Regions from separate parts of the Gossypium hirsutum genome. Here region 1 is linked to region 2. Evidence: chromatin contacts called from public Hi-C data. All regions are on one chromosome and are shown on one strand. The core of a region is the stretch at or near the end of the contact, and the rest is flanking DNA. Distances in the headings are between cores, read along the strand shown. Region 1 holds the start of LOC107899665 (DNA-binding protein S1FA). Region 2 holds the start of LOC107899651 (dystrophia myotonica WD repeat-containing protein).

What was found. A called contact is a pair of places that touch in the nucleus more often than the background predicts.
Region 1: a Hi-C map of leaf shows a contact between it and region 2, with 2.6 times the contacts expected there. The contact joins the promoter of LOC107899665 here to the promoter of LOC107899651 in region 2. A contact is called at or near these places in 3 of 34 Hi-C or Micro-C datasets (all in leaf).

What each region holds. Positions count from the first base shown.
Region 1 is chrD04:42,930,312-42,936,365 of Gossypium_hirsutum_v2.1, reverse strand. It overlaps LOC107899665 (DNA-binding protein S1FA), which reads right to left and starts at 1,961. Exons shown (of 2, transcript XM_016825433.2): 1 at 1,516-1,961; 2 at 350-698. The coding sequence starts at 1,545. The coding sequence ends at 480. It overlaps LOC107899663 (L-type lectin-domain containing receptor kinase VIII.1), which reads right to left and starts at 5,923. Exons shown (of 1, transcript XM_016825431.2): 1 at 3,217-5,923. The coding sequence starts at 5,591. The coding sequence ends at 3,507. It overlaps LOC107899664 (cell number regulator 8), which reads left to right. Exons shown (of 3, transcript XM_016825432.2): 3 at 1-11.
Region 2 is chrD04:42,657,031-42,663,600 of Gossypium_hirsutum_v2.1, reverse strand. It overlaps LOC107899651 (dystrophia myotonica WD repeat-containing protein), which reads left to right and starts at 2,900. Exons shown (of 11, transcript XM_016825417.2): 1 at 2,900-3,436; 2 at 3,882-4,196; 3 at 4,284-4,392; 4 at 4,481-4,574; 5 at 5,234-5,321; 6 at 5,464-5,547; 7 at 6,114-6,210; 8 at 6,309-6,396; 9 at 6,569-6,570. The coding sequence starts at 3,266.

The DNA.
Region 1 (6,054 bases), core at 712-3,211, 270 kb before region 2:
CTTCTTTTCTATTTCTTTTTCTTAAAAGAAATTGGTGCTTTCACAATTCACAGTTAATACTTTTTTTCTGTCTCTTTTTCATATCTCCTAGTTCTTGAATAAACTCATGTTGGATTCATAGGGTTGAATTTAACTTATAGAATCCATGTTAATCATCTAATGCGAGTATACTTAATATATTGTTTTCAGGTTTTTCTTATATATATATATATATATATATAAAAGGATTAAATCTTAGTTCGAACATGTATAGGTATAAGAACACACAAGTAGACATTGTTTGGGGTGATTTGTTCCTACGAATAGTTCATATGGAAAATGAAAAGGAAATAAAGAGTAGAGGGCAATAGATATGAGACAGATAAACTGCAATTAATGAAACAGAAAATCAGTATTTTACCTCCTAGTCTACCAAATATGAGATTAAGATGTTTGCTCAACCAAGACAACTCTCTGGAAACTAAACAGGAAGAAAATTGTTATTCTCCTGGTGCAGAAACTCCTTGCTTCAGCCTCTCTTTCTTCATCTTCTTCTTTGATGTTGGCTTCTTTTTTCTAGGTGGAAGAGTCTTCTGTGCATACGAGTAAAGTACATAGTTCCCAACAAGGAATGTTAGCAGTAGCCCCCCAACAACCAGCAGCACTATCAAGCCAGGATTGAATCCTTTGGCCTCAGTTTGATAAATAATCTTGTTTCCCTATTGCATTAGCAGAAACTAAAGTCATCACGCATGTAATTTTGCACATAAAGACAACTAGCTGCTCAATACTTGTCTTCAGCCTGTTAATCTTTTCAAAATACCATAGAGAGCAAACAGGAAAACTTAGCCCTACTACAAAAGATCCTTGCTACATGAAAGATTCTATGAAGTATACGTGCATACAAACATTTCTGCAAAACATATACATCTATCATCAAGATTTTAAGAGATCACACTTACATTGAGACCCCAGAAATTTATCCATGGATACTGATAATTCAAATACCTATGTCTGTGTTTTAAGTAGATTGTTGACGAAATTATCGGATGTATCGCAAACTGAATGAAGAATTTTCAGGCAGTCAACTAAAGCTTTCATCTTTCACTGTTCTTTTATGTTTTTTCAGTCAGAATTGTGGAGAGGTATGGATGAACAAAAAGAACCCAACCCAAATTGACTGATCAAATCCCACATAAAGATAGTGTTAATAGTTTCCACGATGTTGCAGCTTTATTTCAATCAAAATATCGAGAAGAAGAAGAAAAAAAAACAGGATAGTTTGATAAGTTTGCATGCAAAAATAAACAAGTAACAATATCTTAATTAAGCATGAGAAAGAGCAAGAAAAAGTCTAAAAAAATGGGAATTAATTTGAAAAAGCACCACTGCACTAGATCGGAACTGTAACAAGTAATAAGCAAAGGAAACAAAACCAGATCTCTAAATTTGAACTGATTTAGCACGGATCTCATCTCAGTGAAAAGCCATTGAAATTAAGGGGAGCAAAACCAAGCGATCAAAGGAGGGAGGGACCTTATCGGCGAACTCGAACTCGTCTGACATGACTGCCAAGTCCAAGTGTCACGGACTTGGAGTTTTCCCACACATCCGTGCGGCCTTAGGCAGTTTTTTGGCTTAAAAACGCCTAAGTCAGCCTAACTTCCACCGATAAAGGATTCAACCGTAAAAACGCCTAAGTCAGCTCAACTCGCAACAATAAAGGATTCAACAGAATTCCCTTAAAGTTTCCACGAAGAACAGTGGAAGAACGAATTAAGAACGATCTTTGAAAGATGAACAAAAGCAAGAACGCTTGAGAGAAAAGTTTGAGTAAAATTCAGGAGTTAGTACAAATGAGGGGAGGCTCTCTATTTATAGTTGAGCTCCCCCAAAATCGATGGCTACAATTAAAAGCTGTATTCAATTAGGACTCTAAGTTTACAGAATTAGAAGCTGTGTACAATTAGAACTTCCAAGACTACATAGTCCTATCTTCATTATCGGGCCCATCAGGCTTCAATGTGACAGGCCTGTCCAACAGCTCTTTGAATCGGGCCAGTTCTCGTAGGCCAAATGATCCCCATCTGAGCAACAGACCTCCATTGGATGCATTTGGTGCGCTGGTCACGGGCTTTGAACTGCGGCCCGTGACACAAGTGCGAACTCAAGGTTGGAGCTCCTCACTAACACAAGTTGGGAACCAAAATAACAAAAACAAAAACCGGTTTCTGGTAATCAAACGAATTCGGATATCCATTTGGCAGTTGAATGGATCCAACTGATAATTGGACTTTGAACCCAGATAGTAACACGGCCCAGTGGATTGGGTAAAATCCAGTGAGTTTTATGGGACTTGGAGGGTTACTTTTACTTTTATTGTTTTTAGGTTATAGTAGAACCTATGTATCATGGCAGAGTACCCGTTACAAATAAAAAGATGTTTACAATATTATATTATAATTATAATTATTATTATTTAATTAAGTTCATCATACTGTTTCAATTATTCTAGTCATTTATAAATTATTACTTTTACATCAAAATATCTCATCATTATTTTAGTTTTCAATTTTTTCCATCTTTTTTTTAACTCTCATAGCTTGTATTTTTTTGCCAAAGCAACCCAAAAATTATGGAAAAGTTGATGTTTGTGCATTATGCTAATGTGGCATATGCCATTGATTTTTTTTAAAAAAATTTAGAAAAATTATATTTTTTTAAATAAATTTTTTAAATTTTAAAAAATTAATTAAATGCTGATGTGTCATCCACATAATAATCTATGTGTATGTCACGTCAGCAAAATAGAAAACGTTTAATTTCTTTTATCCATTTTAGGGTGATTTCAAAAAAAAAACATAAGTTTAAGAGTTAAAAAAATAAAATAAATGTAGGGTAAAAATGATTTTTTTTTTTGTAAAATTGAGGTAAAGTTGCCTCTAAAAACTGAGTTTTGAGCACCAGAATTGGGGGGGGGGGTCAGAGAGGGACTTGAACCAAGACAATAGTAGTAGTTAGTATTAAGAAATGCTTAATCCAGCAACTGGTTGTGGGCACCTTTGACTTTTTCCTCCTTTTAAAAGAGATACAAAAAGAGACGTGCTTCTGAATAAAAGTGTTTAAAAAGGAAGTAATCAGAAATAAGTTTAGAATCAAGTTTAGTACATACTTTTCTCCCAAACAACCCACTCCATGTAATTGCTTTCTCATTTTCCTTATTACCCAATTAAACAATTTTATAAAAAATGATGATTCTTTCCTTCATTGCTTTGATCCATGACCAACCGCCACTCAATAAAGTTTCTTAATTAAAAATAAAATAAAATAATAAATATGAAACATTTTTCACTGTACTTTACCAAGTGTCTACTCAAACCCCCATGTCTGCCCTTTGACAATGGGGATTGCTTGTGGAATCAACTAGGCAACCTTCAATCACTCCCCCCACCATTTTTCTTTGTCCCCAATTCCCTAAAACTTGTGCTTTTACATGTTATTGGGGAACTCAGCCCTTTTATTATTTATTAGACAAGGTCCGGACCAATGTGGCTATTTTCTGACGAGGAACTGAAGAAGTTTATCATATCGTTGCAGTCAGATACAGTGTCCTGCAAGCTCAACAATAGATGAGAAGTGCTGAAACTCATTGAGGGTTTAGCTTTTGGAACAATTGGGACCTGGGCTTCCCCCACCAGCATTTGGACCACGCCTCTCATTGTGGGTCTAGCCAGTGGGTCAGGGTGTGAACATGCTAACCCCACCAGGAGGACCCTCCTCATCTCACCCTCATTGAAATTACCTTCCAGCCTGGCATCAGCTGCAGCTAACAATCTCCCTTCTCTACGCAAACTCCAAACCCATTCCACCAAATTCCCATTCGCTCCAACTTTTGCCGCTGCATTGGCATTTCTCTCGATTGGTCTTCTTCCACTAGCCACCTCTAGAACCACAGCTCCAAAGCTAAACACATCCGTTTTCTCGGTTGCTCTCCCAGTTTGAAGATATTCGGGAGCCAAATATCCCATTGTGCCGGCAGCTACCGTGGCATCAGGCGATTTATCATGCTCAATTTGCCTTGCTAAACCAAAATCGCCTAGCTTTGCGTTGAACCCTTCATCCAGCATTATGTTGCTGGTCTTAACGTCTCTATGAATAACCTGGTGATCACACTCTTGATGCAAATAGGCCAAAGCAGAGGCAACTCCTAACAAAATTTTCTGCCTATGAGCCCATGGTAATGGCGTTCTGGCTTCAAATAATGCTTTATCCAGACTCCCATTAGGCATTAAATCATAAACTAATAAAATTTCACCTTTCTCATGGCACCATCCTTGCAATCTTACAAGATTGCGATGCCTAAGGGTCCCAATTATTGACAATTCAGATAAAAACTCATTCTTGCCTTGACTAGTATGACTACATCTCTTGACAGCCACAATGTTGCCATTATCCGGTAAAATGCCTTTATAGACAGTCCCAAACGCACCGTGACCGATAATTCTATTAGCATCGAAGCATCTCGTAGCTGCTTTCAGCTCTTTGTATCTGAACTCTTTTGGCATTTTGATAATCTCCGATGGAAAAGACTCGGATTTCTTCACATGCTTCAACTTTTTAGAGTAAACCCATATGAGAGCCCCAGCAAATAAGGCTAAAACGAAAGCCCCAGCCGTTACCACCCCTGCAACAGCCCCTGGACCTTGCTTACAAAGCTGGTTATGACAAGAAGAAGAAGACGAAGACTTACTCAAATGAGAATCTGAAGGAGCCAATGAAGGTGGCTTTGATTTAACAATATTAGCCGTTGGGTTCATTAAAGTAGCCGTTGGAGGCGGCGGAGAAGTTGAGTTGAAAGAAGAGCTAAAACTCCACCATTCAATGCTATGGACCTCGGTGCTTCCTTGTGTTGAGCCTGAAAATCCTACGTACATGAAATCATTAACATAATGATCGAGATCTAGAGGGAATGATAACATGGGCTCTTTAGGCTTCAAGGTTGAGTAAGAAACGGAGATATTGAAAATCCCAGATGAAGCATCGTATTCGACCCATGAATTAACGAGATCCCCACTTTTTAGATCAATATCTAAAGCCCCCAAGTCACCAACTTGAGAAGAAACCATGGTGTTGAGATCCAAACCAACATGGTTCCCATTAAAATCATCGAATTCTACGTCCATAAGAGTGTCGAATTCAACAGCAACGAACCCCGAGCCCCGACCCTTATCATCTAAGAGTCCCAAAGAGCCGCCGCCGGCGCCAATGAAATCACCATCCGGGGAAATGACAAAGGCTAAACCACCGCCGATAGAAGACGGGTTAAGGTTGGTAATGTAGAAGGAGAAGAAGGTGGAGAAGCTACAAGGAGAATGAGTCTGGGGTTCCCGGAATCTGACGGGTTTCGAGTACAAGGCTCTGCCGGCGACGGAAGCGGGTACTTGGAGGTCGCGAGTGAGTCTGACGCTCCCATTGTTTAAGTGAGCGTCACCAAGGAGCTTCAAGCTGCTGAGGTTTAACGTACCGAAATCGAACTCTGTGGCAGCAAAGATTCCGTTAAAGCTTGAGATAAAACAGAGGAAGAGAGGTAATGAGTAAGAAAATGACAACATTGTGGCTTCCCTTTGCAGTTTCTGATTATTCTCGAATGCCCCCAATATAAGAAAAAGACTGAAGATGATAATGCCTTGTTTGGGTGGGGAAATTTGTTGATGGTAAAATTGAGGAGATCTGAGGGAGGGATAACGAGGAAGAGTATATTTCTTTGGCTTAAAACATACCAACAAGGAATGAATGGTGTGCAGGAGGAAAGAGTGAGGGAATCCAATGAGCAGTTAAGAAGACAGGTGGCTACCCACGAAGGAAACACATGTATTTCTAACGGTTATTTTTCTTTTTCGGTGTTTGTAAAATAAATAAATTAAAAAAGAAGAAGAAGATGCTTTTTATCAGTGTTCCCATTCCCACATCTCAGTTTCGTCGCCCCCTTTACAAGGAAACAACATTCAGTTGCACGTGTCTGCGTGATTTCAACGCCCGTGAGTTATTTAGACTTTTGATTAAAAGAATATTAAA
Region 2 (6,570 bases), core at 1,651-4,150:
TACATTTTTCGTCAAACCACCCCAAAATGAATGAAAAAGTTAATTTTTTTTATAACTTTGTTTACAATGCATACACATGGATGATATGTTAGTGTTTAATTAATTTTTTTAAAATTTAAAAATTCAAAAAAATTATAAAAAAAACTATTTTTAAAATTTAAAAAATATTTTTATAAGTTTAGGGTTTAGGTTTAGGGAAAAACTTATAAAAATATTTTTTAAATTTAAAAAAAATTAATTAAATGATGATGTGTCATCTACGTGGAGATCCGTGTGTATGCCACATCAACAAAGTTAATAGACATTAACTTTTCTATCCATTATGGGGTGATTTGACAAAAAATGCAAGTTTAAGGGCTAAAATAGGTGAAAATTTAAATGGAGGACTAAAATGACTTTTTTATAAAGTTGAAGAACCAAAAAGGTCATTATGCCAAAAAGAACATAATAAAGAAAAAGAGATTTTTTTTAAAATACAAAAAAGAAAAGAACATAATTCGGGGCCAAATGGTAAGTAGAGAAAAAAGCCCAAAGTTGAAGGACCATTGTGTGTTTCGGTGAGCCGAACAACATAAGTCACCTATGTGAGAGTGAAGTGGGGTCATTTTGAGGAGACTATTGGGGCATAGTTCTCTCAAACTCTTTCAGAACTAGGAGATGTTCACAGCTATATGAACACACCCATGAGAACTAAAACCTTACTAGAAAGGTAGTTGTTTGAGGTATATCATCGTTTATACAAACGACAAAACAGTTCAAGGACATCACATCTACTAGTTAGCTAGTAAAGTAAATATACTTTCACAAGGGAAGGTTCAAGGGAGGATGCTTACCTATTCTATACAACTATCGATCGTAGATTCTATCACCACATCGAGTCAATGTTTTTCCGTTAAAACTATCAATTTTCATTCATATGGGGTATTGTTGGAAAAATTGTAATTTTTGGAAACTTTGAGGCATATTCTCGATTGGTAAAGGTGGGAAGTTGAATCATAAAATTATGGTTTTATATTCTACTTTATGAGACCTTTACAACGGTATATCATATGCTCAAAATGATTAAGTGATGAATAAGAAATTGATGCTTAAAGTAAGCTACTTGTGAATATTTGTTAAGGAAAAGAAAAGCTTAGATCCCACATTGGTTAAATATCAAATGTAAGATGTATTTATATATGAGAACCCACTTGAAAAGTGATTGAATGACTAAGTTTAAAATCATGCCCCGCGCATAAGGGGGTGCATATCCAAACCCATTAAGGTTGAGGCGCACCCACATGATGTAGGCGATGCGAAATGTCTGGACCGGTTAGGCCCAAAATAGGCCTGCAGATATTTTAGCCCAACATGAAATTTATTTTTCTCAGCAAATATATATACAAAATCTTATTTAAAAAGACATATCTTGATTTATTTGATTCAAATCAATTTGATTTGAATTTAATCAAATTAATTTAATTTCTCCTTTAATGCAAATTTTGTATATTTATTTATGGATATTTCCAAAATTCCTCCATATTGAATGCTTATAAAAGGCCTAAGAATTATTCTGAATTTTTTACACTTACAGACTCTCAAAAACTGAGTTTATTTTTGCTCTCGAAAATTCTTCACTTTTTCTCTCAATATTTTCCAACATTCCTGTGATAAAGGAGGTAAGGCTTGTTCGTGATCACTGTAGAGGTGTTACTACTTCGATCATCGTGTTGTTGTATCCTGGACACAGTCAACCAACGTTTCTCCAAGTACCGTAAAAGCGGCCGAATCTATCTTAAGGGAACTGTGTAAAACAGGCATCAACATCTAGTAAAATTTGATTTCTAGTTTTTATAATATTATTTATTGATTTTTCATATCGGATATTTTAAATATAAATTATTTATTTTATTTTATTTTATATAAATAGTTGTTTATTTATGTTTATTTTTGTTCGCTAACGTGTTTTGTCCAACAATCTAAAAACCCCACTGGTAGTATACAAAATAATTTCCCTTTCAATAAATATTGGTAATTCTTAAGATAAAATGAAACAAAAATGATAATGAAGATGTTAAAATGAGATAAAATTTAATCATGAGGCATGTAGTGGTTACTCATCTCATCCCTTAACCATGACCATGAGGTTGGAGGTTTGATCCTTGAGAATGGAATGGAGCACAATTTATGGTCAGTCATTTCCCTTTTTGGAAAGCACGTGCAATAAATGGATTAGTCACTGTTACCAGCGGTGGACACCTTGGTTCCAAAAAAAAACATAATGATTTATTTGGCCCTCCAACTTTACAAAAAAATCATTTTAACCCTCCATTTAATTTTTCACCTTTTTAGTTCTTAAACTTACATTTTTCATCAAATCACCCCAAAATGAATGAAAAAGTTAACTTTTTTATAACTTTGTTTACAATGCATGCACGCGGATGATACGTTAGTGTTTAATTAAATTTTTTAAAATTTTAAAATTCAAAAAAATTATAAAAAATATTTTTAAAAATTTTAAAATATTTTTATAAGTTTAAAAACTTATAAAAATATTTTTTAAATTTTAAAAAATTAATTAAATGATGATGTCATCTATATAGAGATCCACGTGTATGCCACTTCAACAAAGTTAATAGACATTAACTTTTCCATCCTTTTTGGGCTGATTTGAAAAAAAATACGAAATAGGTAAAAAATTCAATGGAGGACTAAAATAAATTTTTTGTAAAGTTGAAGAACCAAAAAGGTCATTATGCCAAAAAGAACATAATGCAAAATTAAAGAAAAGAAGAGATTTTTTAAAATACAAAATAGAAAAGAACATAATTCGGGCCAAATGGTAAGTAGAGAAAAAAGCCCAAAGTTAAGAAAATGGAGGTGAAAATCTGAGCATGTCAAACTCGATACAAAATAAATTATAATAAAGAAAACCTGGAAATCTTTCCCATTTTCATCATCAATCCCTCTCTCAGTTTATAACTACAAAGACCGAATAAGATCACTCTCTTGAATCCTCCACCGTCTATTCCATTGACTTCCCTTAAACTTCCCGAAAAGTCTAACCTCTTCTCAGAACTCCCACCCATACAGGGCCCTTCTCCTCCTTTGATCCCCCATCCCCCATTTCAACAACAGAAAATTACCCATAAAAGACTCATTTTCTTTTTGGGTTTTCTTTTGGTCTTAGGATTTAGGAAATAAGAAATTTTCAAAATTGAGAAGAAGTAGAAGAAGCCCTAGTGTGTCATGATCAGATGCTATCGGGTGTAAGATAAGCGACACCATGATCAACACGGCCAACGGTACGATTTCGACCTCTTCGTCCTCGGCAAACGCTCAATCGCCGGGTTTGAAGACTTATTTTAAAACCCCAGAAGGTCGATATAAGCTTCACTATGAAAAGACTCACCCTTCTAGCCTTCTTCACTATGCTCATGGCAAAACTGTTACTCAGGTAACTTCAAATTCCTAGGGTTTCATTTTTTTCTTAAATTATTGAAAAGAAGACTATCTTTTGTGTTACTTATTTGGGTTTTGATCAAGACCAATCATCCGATTTCACTTTAAATTGCTCTCTTTTCTTTTTCTTTATTTCTTTTTATTTTAGTGTGGGTTTTCCTTTTTGTGTTTTTGATACACTAATGTTATAATTAGATAATGAGAACATTTCCAATTTATTAGTGAAAAGAGGGTTTTTTACATGTACCCATCTGTTAGAAGCACTTGAAGAACATATTTTATTAGATCATTTTGTACCATCGGTGTTTAAGCATTATTGATTACAAGTTCAAGCTTGAAAGAGTTTGAATCAATGCCCTTAGTTATAAAGTCAAATTTTGATCGTTTTGCTTATGTATTATTCGTTTGTTGAGATTGTATTGATTAAGTCCGGCTGTCAGGTTACCCTAGCACATTTGAAGGAGAAGCCAGCTCCATCAACTCCGACGTCTTCATCGTCCAGCTACAGTGCCAGCAGTGGGGTCAGATCAGCAGCAGCAAGGTGGCTAGGTGCTGGGAACGGGAGCCGCACGCTTGGATTTGCTGGGGGGAATGGTGGGAGTAAAAGTATTAGTAGTACTAGTAGGATTGGGTCATTGGGTGCTTCAAGTTCTAGTAATTCAATCACTAATATGAATTTTGATGGGAAAGGGACTTATTTAATCTTTAACGTTGGTGATGCTATCTTTATAAGTGATTTGAATTCTCAGGACAAGGTAATTTAGCATTTTTTTTTGTTACGGTTTTTGATGAAAGAGAAGGCATCTGTGGTGGTATTTTGAGAATCTTGGTGTTTAATGTAGGATCCAATAAAGTCTATCAATTTCAGTAATTCGAACCCTATCTGCCACGCATTTGATCAAAATGCCAAAGATGGCCATGATTTGCTTATTGGGTTGAATTCTGGTGATGGTAATTCTTCTTAGCTTATTCTAATTTGCAATTTTAGCTCAAGGGTTTAAACTCTGCAAATTTATCAGTTCTGTGTGTATTACTGTAGTTTACTCTGTGTCACTGAGACAGCAGTTACAGGATGTTGGAAAGAAGCTTGTTGGGGCGCAGCATTACAACAAAGATGGTTCTGTCAATAACAGGCAAGACTTACATTACTACATACATTATACATTTCCTTACCTTTCTTCGCCATTTGAGTGTACTTTTTAATAATTTTGAGTTTCAAATGTTTTGTCTTAGGTCTTCCTGCATGTGATTTGTAGAATTTTGTGCTTTAGAGGCTAAACTAGTACATGATGGTGTAAAGATAAATTGTGGTACCCAATGGCTTGGAGCTGGATAATTTCTATGAAATCTTATATAGATTTGTATTTCTTTTAAATGATGCATATTAAGCTTACGCCACTTTATGATATCATTTTCTTGAATCTGTTTTTGTTATTTTAATGGGGCAATATTGCCGTAATTTTTATTTCTATCCACCTTGAGACCTTGCTGCAGAGCGGCTTCATTTGTTTTCTCTTTAACCTTCAATATTTTTAAGGTATCAATACTACCAAATATAAGGCCAGCAAGAAAGCAACTGACTTGGTCTCTCATTGGGTTGATTGTTAAACCCGCTAGCAATATTCAACTTGTCATCTGCTGCAACTTATAGAATTTGCTTTTCTCTCAGGCTTCCCCTTAGGATGATGAAAGGGGCACTGACTTTTGTTTCTAATTGGCCTTTATGCTGAATTGATGTTTTAATTTGGTTGACTCAGCTGCCTATCTTATATATTCTTGTTATTTCCAGCAGTCGCTGTACTGGTATTGCATGGGTTCCCGGAAGTGATGGTGTTTTTGTGGTGGCTCATGCTGATGGAAACATGTACGTGTATGAAAAGGCAAGTTTCTGATAATTAAATAAGGATTTTATTTATTTTTATATTTTTTAACTTCTGGAGGTATAACTTACAAATTTCATTATGTTCAATGCATCAAGCTGTTTTTTAAGCTTTTTTCTTTCTTTCTTTTTGTGCCATCTAGAACAAGGAAGGAGCTGGTGATTCTTCATTCCCTGTTGTAAAAGACCAAACTCAATTTTCAGTTTCACATGCACGTTACAGTAAGGTACTGGTCAGTGTTTATTTTGGGGGAAAAAGAGCTATTTTAGGCTTTCTTATTTGTTTATGTTTCCTAAAATTGGTGGTGTTTACCTTTGTTGTATAATGTAAAGCCATTAATGATTCATGTGTAAATTTATAGTAGGTGCTGCATGGCTTATCACTATTCTAGTTTCTAGCCAAACGGTAATCTGTTTAAATTAGATGATGCATGTGTTGCTGCATTTTGCATGATCTAGATTGTCAAAAATGGGTTTGACACCCAAATTTCTCAGAGAGCTGCAGGAAAGTTTGCACATGTTTTCTTTTCTTCCTTCCTTCCTAAACCTTTACTCAATGCATTTAGATGTGGTCTTGTGCTTGCCTTCTGGTTTATATGCCCATGGTTATATATATTTCCTTTTTTGTTACAGTTAATGCCATGATATTCTTGATATCTGGCAAGATAGAGCATGCCTTAGCAACAGAAAATGTTTTTGGTCTGACTGTTCTTTGACATCAATGCGGAAACCATATAATTTTTCTATTTTTCCTTGTTTTGGTTTTTTTTTACTTGCCATTATTTCCTTGCAGAGTAACCCAATGGCGAGATGGCATGTTTGTCAAGGTTCAATTAATAGCATTGCTTTCTCCCATGATGGGGCATACTTAGCAACTGTTGGAAGAGATGGTATCAACTCAAATTGACATCATCTTCATTTTTTGGCTGTTTTTCTTTTCTAGCTTTTTTGAACTTTGAGTTTCTCTCTTTCTACTTGCTGAGTGCAGGCTATCTGCGAGTTTTTGACTATTCAAAAGAACAGCTTGTATGTGGTGGCAAAAGTTATTATGGTGCTCTACTATGTTGCGCTTGGAGGTGCTCTGTTCTCTTTTTCAAAGCTCTATTTCTTTTGTCCAAACAAATTTGTGCATTCTTTTAAATATACTGCGTTTTCAATTTGTCACCTTCTGTTCTTTGTATATGATATATAAGTCATCACCTTTGGAGAAAATAAATGTTGGTACTAACAACAATGTCCACTGAACAGTA